Regions from separate parts of the Mus musculus genome. Here region 1 is linked to region 2. Evidence: chromatin contacts called from public promoter capture Hi-C data. All regions are on one chromosome and are shown on one strand. Each heading gives the region's core, a stretch centred on a gene start, on an enhancer-like site or on the middle of the called end of the contact. The rest is flanking DNA. Distances are from core to core; before and after follow the strand shown. Region 1 overlaps Ston2 (stonin 2). Region 2 overlaps Gtf2a1 (general transcription factor II A, 1).

Region 1 (3,867 bases), core at 366-2,865, 130 kb after region 2:
AGATGAACCATGGTCATCTGGTCTAAATTTGTTTCAAAGTCCGTGGCAGTTTACATACAAAGGAAGCAGAGCAAATGCACTTTTACACCTTCTGGGTCTAGAACTTAAAACAACAACCCCTCAAAAAAAAAAAAAAGAAAGTCGGAGAGGTTTAGCAGTGCCCCAGCTTCTAAAGTTAACTCATCCCAGCAAGTTCACCAAACATCTCTCCCCCAGTTCTGTTTTCTTCCAACACTTTAGTGAAGATATGTAATTTCGAGTAAAACTTGCTAATTCATGTGTTTCGGGTTGCCATACTTTGACATCTGACCAGACAGGAGGGATAACTCAACTGAACATATGTGTGTGTGTATAAGCACACATGCATGTACACATATGTTTCAGAACTTTTCCAAGTCTGTAATGCACAAGCACATTGTGGCTCTGCAGCAGAGCTGGCACGGCAAGCCATAACCAAGTGCTCCCAGCGTCCTGCCTTATCTAAAGTTGCTCCATGGAACACAGGCTGGGAAATGCTGGACTCTAAATGTGAGTGACATACAGGCATCTGGGACGGTGATAACTCTTGCCTCCGTTAACAGCCATTTGAGTCTGACACTCCTCAGTTTGTCCAGAGTTGTGCATTCTGATCTCTAAAATTTACACTAAAATTTACACTTTTCCTGTAAGCAGACACCAGAGTCCTACCACTTAAAGCAGCTTGTAAAGACTACAGATGCTTATGTGTGCTTTCTTCCTTGCTTAGAACAGAGATCAAAGGAGGGGGCTTGCTCCCGTTCCCCCCCATCCTCTGGCTGGGTACAAACTTGTGTAAAGGCAGTAGCATTCTCGGCCTGATGAAGGTGACAGGTGCCTTTCTTATCTAGGCAAAGGAGACCTTGGGGACAGGGATGACAGAGAACAGGGTTTTTTTTTTTTTTCCCCCATTTTTTATTAGGTATTTAGCTCATTTACATTTCCAATGCTATACCAAAAGTCCCCCATACCCACCCACTCCCACTCCCCTACCCACCCACTCCCCCTTTTTGGCCCTGGTGTTCCCCTGTACTGGGGCATATAAAGTTTGCAAGTCCAATGGGCCTCTCTTTGCAGTGATGGCCGACTAGGCCATCTTTTGATACACATGCAGCTAGAGTCAAGAGCTCCGGGGTACTGGTTAGTTCATAATGTTGTTCCTCCGATAGGGTTACAGTTCCCTTTAGTTCCTTGGGTGTTTTCTCTAGTTCCTCCATTGGGGGCCCTGTGGTCCATTCAATAGCTGACTGTGAACAGGGTGTTTTTGAGGTTGTGCTTATTCCTAATTCTCCTGTCATTTGCCCCGGGATGGGGATCTCCAGAGAGAACATCACCTCTACTCTCTGGCACTCCATCCCTCCATCCCCCATAGGCAGCCAACTCCAGGGGATTTGTTTGTGTTGCTCCTGTAGTTATCCCTGTGGTTGGTGAGAAACTGAGGAGAAAGTGTGGGCTGATCACAGAATCCTTCCCTCCACAATTACATCGCAAATCACTCTGTCTTGTGTGGTTGCCAAATCCCTGCAGAACTCCTACACAGACGACAGGGAGGGGACTGTGACTCAGGTCCCTGCAGTCTACTATCAGGCAGGCTGTGCCCAAGTGCCAAGATCCATCCTTACCCAAAGGGACACAGCCAGAGCACCAGTCCTGGCTGCATCCTCATGCTCTGCTCAGCCAGGGAGACTGCAGGGGCTTGCCTAGGAAGCCAGCTGTTGCCTCCTGCCGTGCTTTCACTGAATTCTCTCCACATAAGCCCCTCCTTGGGTACCATCTGGTCCCTCCTAGGACCCTGACAAAGCAACTGGGAAGGAGATTTTTTGTGACTGTGAACTATAACAATGATGCTGAGAAAAGGAAGATGTTAGCAACCTCTGGGTTCGATCCTCACTGCAAAAATAATAGTAACTGATAAGTTAATGTTGGGATTCAGACCCAGGGCAAGCAGCTGAGGCACATATTTAACAAGCAAAAATGGACCAGGCCTCCAGGTTCTCCCAGCATCCCTCAGTCTCTACCTGGCATACCCTACCCTCTACCCTGAACTTTCCAGCCCAGGGACTGAGATTTCCCCTGGCCCAAAGACTTTTTCCTAAATAATCCAGACACTTTGGTCTCTCTTCTCTTTTTCTCTCTTCTCGCCCTCTATCTGTGCATGTACTTTCTGTCTTTCTCTTTCCCTCCCCTATGTCTCCTTCCCTGGCTTGGGACTAGTGAACTCCCTTGAGAGTGGCTTCCCAACAGACAGACAGACAGACAGACATGCATATCCTCTAATCTGGCTTGAATTGGCTCATTTCGCTGGTGGGGAAATAACCTATCAGTAATAATAAGAATTACTAATAGCACCACACCCAGCTCAGGCTACAACTCTGATTTTAACCACTTGAACTGATGAGAATTAGCATCAGCAACTTCCCCACACGAGAACCAAGCGCCCTTCCTGTTTTCTTCGGTAAACAGCCCAATGTGTTCTTCCCCAGGGCCATGAGACCTCTTTGGCAGGGCAAGAAGTTTATCCCTGGTGTCACATCTTCCAAGTCAGGCATCATGTAACTTGTTCTACACAAACTGTCACATGTGGAAAGGTACAGACTATTATTTCTGTTTTTCAGATGATAAAATTGAGTCATAAAGATAGTAAGGGCCTTGGGTTGGTGGAGCTTAGGATCAGAACACTTGCAGAGCATGCGCGTGGCCGTCCATTTGATCTCTAGTGACACAAACACACACTTTCTCTCCTTTTCCCCTCCCCCAGCCTCCATTATTTGAATATTTAAAAAAAGTCCCCAGAGCCCCTTGTCATTATTCCCTTGGTCCCCAGCAGGAGATGCTTGGGGACTATAGATGGTCACTGGAGAAACTGAGTCACTGGGGGAGGTCTTGAAATTTACCAGGCCCTGCTTCCTGCCTGTCTGCTTCCTGTTCCACTAAGATGTGAGTCAGTGAGGAGTCCCGCCACAGCCACATGCTCTGAACACCTCGAGGCCCCTGCTCCCGTGCTTGCCTCCTGGGATGGGCTGCATTCTCTCAAACCACAGCATTAGCTAAGCTCGCCATCCTTGAGTTGTTCTTGTCAGGTATTTGGTCCCAGTAATGTGAAAAATAAGAGCACATGCATATACACGTGTCTATGTGCATATAAATCTTCAAGTATATAGTATAAGGACTGCTGACGGGCATGTGGCTGGTATGGCAGACCCTGGATTTGAACATCTGTCTGTGGGATCGAAGCATCCATTCAGTACAGGGAGTGTGTGCCCCGTCCCTGTGAAGACTTGGGAAGGAATCAGAGGGCTGGCTCTGAGTGGTGAAGAGGAAGCCCAGCCTCTCTCCCTAAGAGCTCCAGCTGCTGCAGCTGCCTCCTGCTCAGGAGATTCCCTTACTGTGAAAATGGGAGTTGTGGGCATTTAATGGCCACATAAGTCAAAGACAAAAGGAAACCAAGGGAGTGTTGATGCACACAAAATGCCCTTAAGAACTGTGGCTGGCAAAGATAGGTTCCTTAGTGAACCACGCTGGAGGGCAATTCTATGAAATTTCAAAGCCAATCCTGTCTAAACCTCTGACCCTCCGTGCAGGATCACTCTTAATGCTTGATGAATCTAACAGCATCCTGCATGAGAGAAGATGTTATCTAAACATCAAAAATGATACAGCGACAAGCTTCACAATGTTTTTGAGAAGGAAAACAAAATATGGTTGACACCGTGGGGATGTCTATTGGAATAGTTACGGCCATAGAGCAACTAGCAGTAACCCCTGTCATTTTCAGAGGAAAACAGTCCTTTGGACAAATAGCACAAACACCGATCCAAACAGCCCACGATACAGTGCTTGTTGGTGGACCCA
Region 2 (4,071 bases), core at 964-3,463:
CCTCCCAGGGATGCTCTTCATAACTTCTGCCTTTGTTATTTTCTTTTGCTATTTTTGAGGTAAGGTCTCATGTAGCCCAGGCTGGCTTCCAACTCACTCACTAGATAACTAACAGAAGATAACCTTAAATATCTGATCCTGCCTTTTCCTAAATGCTAGGATTACAGACACGCTCCACAATGCCCAGTTTATGGGGTGGTGGGGATTGAACCCAGGGCTCAGGTGTGCTAGGCAAGCACTCTACCAGTCAGAGAAGAAAAAGAGTAATCAGTATAGATCTCCAGACCCCAGCATCTGTTTAAAAAGATGATGGATCCATCAAACTTAAAAGTCAAATTAGGGCTGGAGAGATGACTCAGCAGTTAAGAGCACAGACTGCTCTTCCAGAGGTCCTGCGTTCAATTGCAGTCAACCACATGGTGGCTCACAGCCATCTGTAATGGGATCTAATGCCCTCTTCTGGTGTGTCTGAAGAGAGCAATGGTGTACTCATATACATTAAATAAATAAATAAAACTTAAAAGTCAAAGGAATACTTTCAAAAGACAAGTGTAACTTGTAAGGCACAACAGGGACCTCCAGCCTTCTCACCTTGCTGGGATGCAGGAATGAGGACCTGCTGGGTCTGTGCTTGCTGAGGTACCGTTTGCTGAGGTTGCGCTTGCTGGTGCTGGTGGTGGTGGTGGTGATGCTGCTGCTGCTGGGGTTGATGCTGCTGCTGAACTTGCAACAAAAGCTGCTGTTCTTCTGAATGAAATCCATCTACTGCCCTAGACTGCATTAGTTTATTCTCCCACAACTAAGACGAAGAACAGTAAAGCTTCTCAGTGACTTAAAGAAAACTCTGGTCATATAGACAAAATATTAAGTTATTAGGTGTTTGTAAATTTCTTCCAGAAATAATACAATCACACACACACACACAAATATCACCCAAGTTTTATACAAGGAAAATAAACCTTGATCAAATCACATGTTTATTTTACTTAAATTTTTTTTTTTACATTCCAAGAAACTTTCTAGAGTAATTCTTCAGTTAGCAGGTATTATTTAACAGGGTTCCCAGAGTCAATCCCTGAATAATCACAGCTTATCTTTTTATTTCAAAATTATTAAACTGCTTTTATGGAACTTTGCTCAATACAAATTTTCTATCTCTTCAATAGGAGTCAAAAAGAGAAATATTCATCCATCTGTCCTCAGTGAGAATTTTGTGAAATACAGGCACTCTAAATTAAATAGGCCAGCTTCCTTTCCATTTGTCTAACCTTGTAAGTTAAAGAAAATGAGGCTGAAACGGTCATCCCGATGCTCTACACCTCTTGGAACGCCCGTTCTTCTAATGCGAAGACTGACAATCACTTTCTGCTTAGCCACTTCTATAAGCTGAACATATCTAACCTAAAAACTCAAACTCTGCGTGCGATATTCTACCTTTTTGACTCCTAAAAGGATCTCACCATGGGAAAATTCTACCTGGTGAAATTTTGTTTTATGCACAAAACCATTAAAATAGCGTGTCAATTAATTCCTAGCCATGTATAAAAGGTGTATGTGAAACATAAGAGAACTTCAAAGTCTGAAAACTATGTAAAAAGGTAACACTCCTGGGTGGTGAGACCTTTCGGATTAGGGCTGCCTATCTGTCTTTCTCACCTCAGCACAGGGTAAGCTCTATAATGGGAGAGGGGGGAGAGCCATCCAAAAGAGAGGAAAACATTTTCAACTATTTCACTCTTCCCATAACATATTTGCTTTCTCCTATGTTTAGTGTTTAATTTTGAGTTTCACTCCTATAAGAAATTATCCAAGAAAGTCAAAGTGTGCCTCTAAACTGCAAAGAAAGCAAGCATTCTGTTCTTAAGTCCAGGGTCTGCTCCTGAGAGATTGCTAACGCAGAGGTTTCTTCTGGATTCTTTCAGAGGCGCCTCTTGTTACACAGACTCAAAACAAAGCAAAAACCCCTCACCCTGCCCTCTCTGCGTGACCTATAGTTATGACTACCTGCTACAACAACTCCAGCGTCTTTTAGTAGTGGTCTGAAAAATGGAGTAAAAGTCAGGTTCAGAGTAGAAGTACTTCCCTACAAGCCCAATACTTCAATGCCTGAAATCTATACTTAAAAAAATACTAACCTCTGTTCATGGTTACCACAGTTTAAAGTCAGTGATCACTGAATGCCAGCTGTTATTACTAATCCAGTAGTAGCTTTAATTATGTAACAGCATTACATCAGAGGCTGGAAAACCAGTTAATACTGGGTTATCTACTAATGTGACTCAATCATGTAACATTCTTACACATTTTCCTCATCTAAAATTAAAGGAAAATTCATTTAGATTATTTTTAAACTTCCAGCCAATAATAGAGGCCTTTACAAACCCCACACTAAAAGCAACTTCCAAGAGCAACAAAGTGGTACTTCCTAAGAGCCCATATTTTATCTGGCTGATCTCTGCAAAGAGAGACAGAGACAAAGACAGAGACAGAGACAGAGGAAGGGAGGGAAAGAGGGAGGGAAAGAGGGAGGGAAAGAGAGAAAGAGGGAGGGAAAGAGAGGGGAGGGGGGACCAACTCCCACAAATCATTACCTAACCTCCACATGCACATGGTGGTACATACACATACATATGTATGTGCAACACACAGACAAAATACAATTTTTCTTTTAAAAAAATCAAAATATGAAGTAAAAGAACTGTCAGTGTTTAAGAAACTATTTTTTAAACCAGACATAATGGCACACACCCTCAATCCCAGCACTTGGGAAGCAGAGGCAGGTGGATTTCTATGAGTCCAGGGCCAGCCTGGTCTCCACATTTCCAGAGATACTGCCTCAAGAGGAGGAAGACGTTTACAGTGTAATTTTCTAACTGAGGAAGTGATGAAGCTTCAAGATCCAAACTAGCTCTGTTCTGTTCTTTTCTTTTTTTCTTTTTTTCTTTTTTTTTTTTTTTTTTTTGGTTTTTCAAGGCAGGGTTTCTCTGTGTAGTCCTGGCTGTCTTGGACTCACTCTGTAGACCAGGCTGGCCTCGAACTCAGAAATCTGCCTGCCTCTGCCTCCCGAGTGCTGGGATTAAAGGCATGCGCCACCACTGGCCGGCTCCAAACTAGTTCTTAAAGTACACTTTCTAACAGTGTTTAATTCCCAATCCATCATAGGTTTTTAAGTATATATATACATATGTATGTATGTATGTATGTATTTTGGTGGGGGTGGTGGTGGTGTGTGAATGCATATCGCATGCTTGTGGTTGCCCTCACTAACTAACTAGAAGAGGGTGCAGAATCCCCTGGCACTGGCACTACAGGCAGCTGTGAGCTGTGTGCCTGCTTCTAGGAACAGAGGTCTATGTTCTGTGTGCAGATGACGGAGCCATCTCTCTAGCCCTCTTCAACTGTCCTACAGTCAATGTTTTATTGTTTTACCATCAATTGGTTGTGGTCCCATCATTCCAATGATGCCTCTATGATAAACAGAAATACTGGCGACAATGTAATGTGCGGCTGAGTACATGTTCTACCCCTACTTCCTCCTGGCAAGGACCTAGCAATCAAAACTCATAACTGAGAAGTTTCACAGTGTATTTTAGTAGTAAGAGTGCTTGCCAAGTTAGCATGAAACGAGAATCACAAAAACAGGACCACAAGAAAAGAAAGAAAGGGCTGGTGAGATGGCTCAGTGGGTAAGAGCACCCGACTGCTCTTCCGAAGGTCCGAAGTTCAAATCCCAGCAACCACATGGTGGCTCACAACCATCCGTAACGAGATCTGACGCCCTCTTCTGGAGTGTCTGAAGACAGCTACAGTGTACTTACATATAATAAATAAATAAATCTAAAAAAAAAAAAGAAAAGAAAAGAAAAGAAAAGAAAGAAAAAGAAAGAAAGGAGGAGTGGGCAGCTACACAAGAGGAGGAGAGCTAATTCTGAGGTGGGGGTCCCAGACTTAGTCTATCAGCAGGAGCCACACGCCATTATGAATTGCTTGGGTTATTTTGTGTTGTTTGCAAAAGTAATTATAAGTTGTACTAAAGTCTAAATCAATGCTTTTGAAATAGAGGACATCAAC

What was found. Capture Hi-C pulls out chosen DNA fragments and counts their contacts.
Region 1: a contact with region 2 is called in a promoter capture Hi-C map of adipose tissue. The contact joins two enhancer-like sites. A contact is called at or near these places in 2 of 39 promoter capture datasets (the HPC-7 cell line and liver), 3 of 115 datasets of contacts at active chromatin or transcription factors (CD8 T cells, bone marrow-derived macrophages and embryonic stem cells) and 3 of 9 other capture datasets (adipose tissue, liver and pancreatic islet).

What each region holds. Positions count from the first base shown.
Region 1 is chr12:91,709,451-91,713,317 of GRCm38.p6, forward strand. The region is part of intron 4 of Ston2 (stonin 2); the gene reads right to left. Among named protein-coding and RNA genes, the nearest start is that of Gm16876, 30 kb to the left of the region's middle. Within about 2 kb of position 1,616, at least 52 of the 459 cell types and tissues checked have an H3K27ac peak or open chromatin away from gene starts, as enhancers often do. A contact at or near this core is called in adipose tissue, where this site is marked.
Region 2 is chr12:91,574,993-91,579,063 of GRCm38.p6, forward strand. Gtf2a1 (general transcription factor II A, 1) reads right to left here. Exons shown (of 9, transcript NM_031391.2): 3 at 592-799. Among named protein-coding and RNA genes, the nearest start is that of Gm25776, 3.5 kb to the left of the region's middle. Within about 2 kb of position 2,214, at least 4 of the 459 cell types and tissues checked have an H3K27ac peak or open chromatin away from gene starts, as enhancers often do. A contact at or near this core is called in adipose tissue, where this site is marked.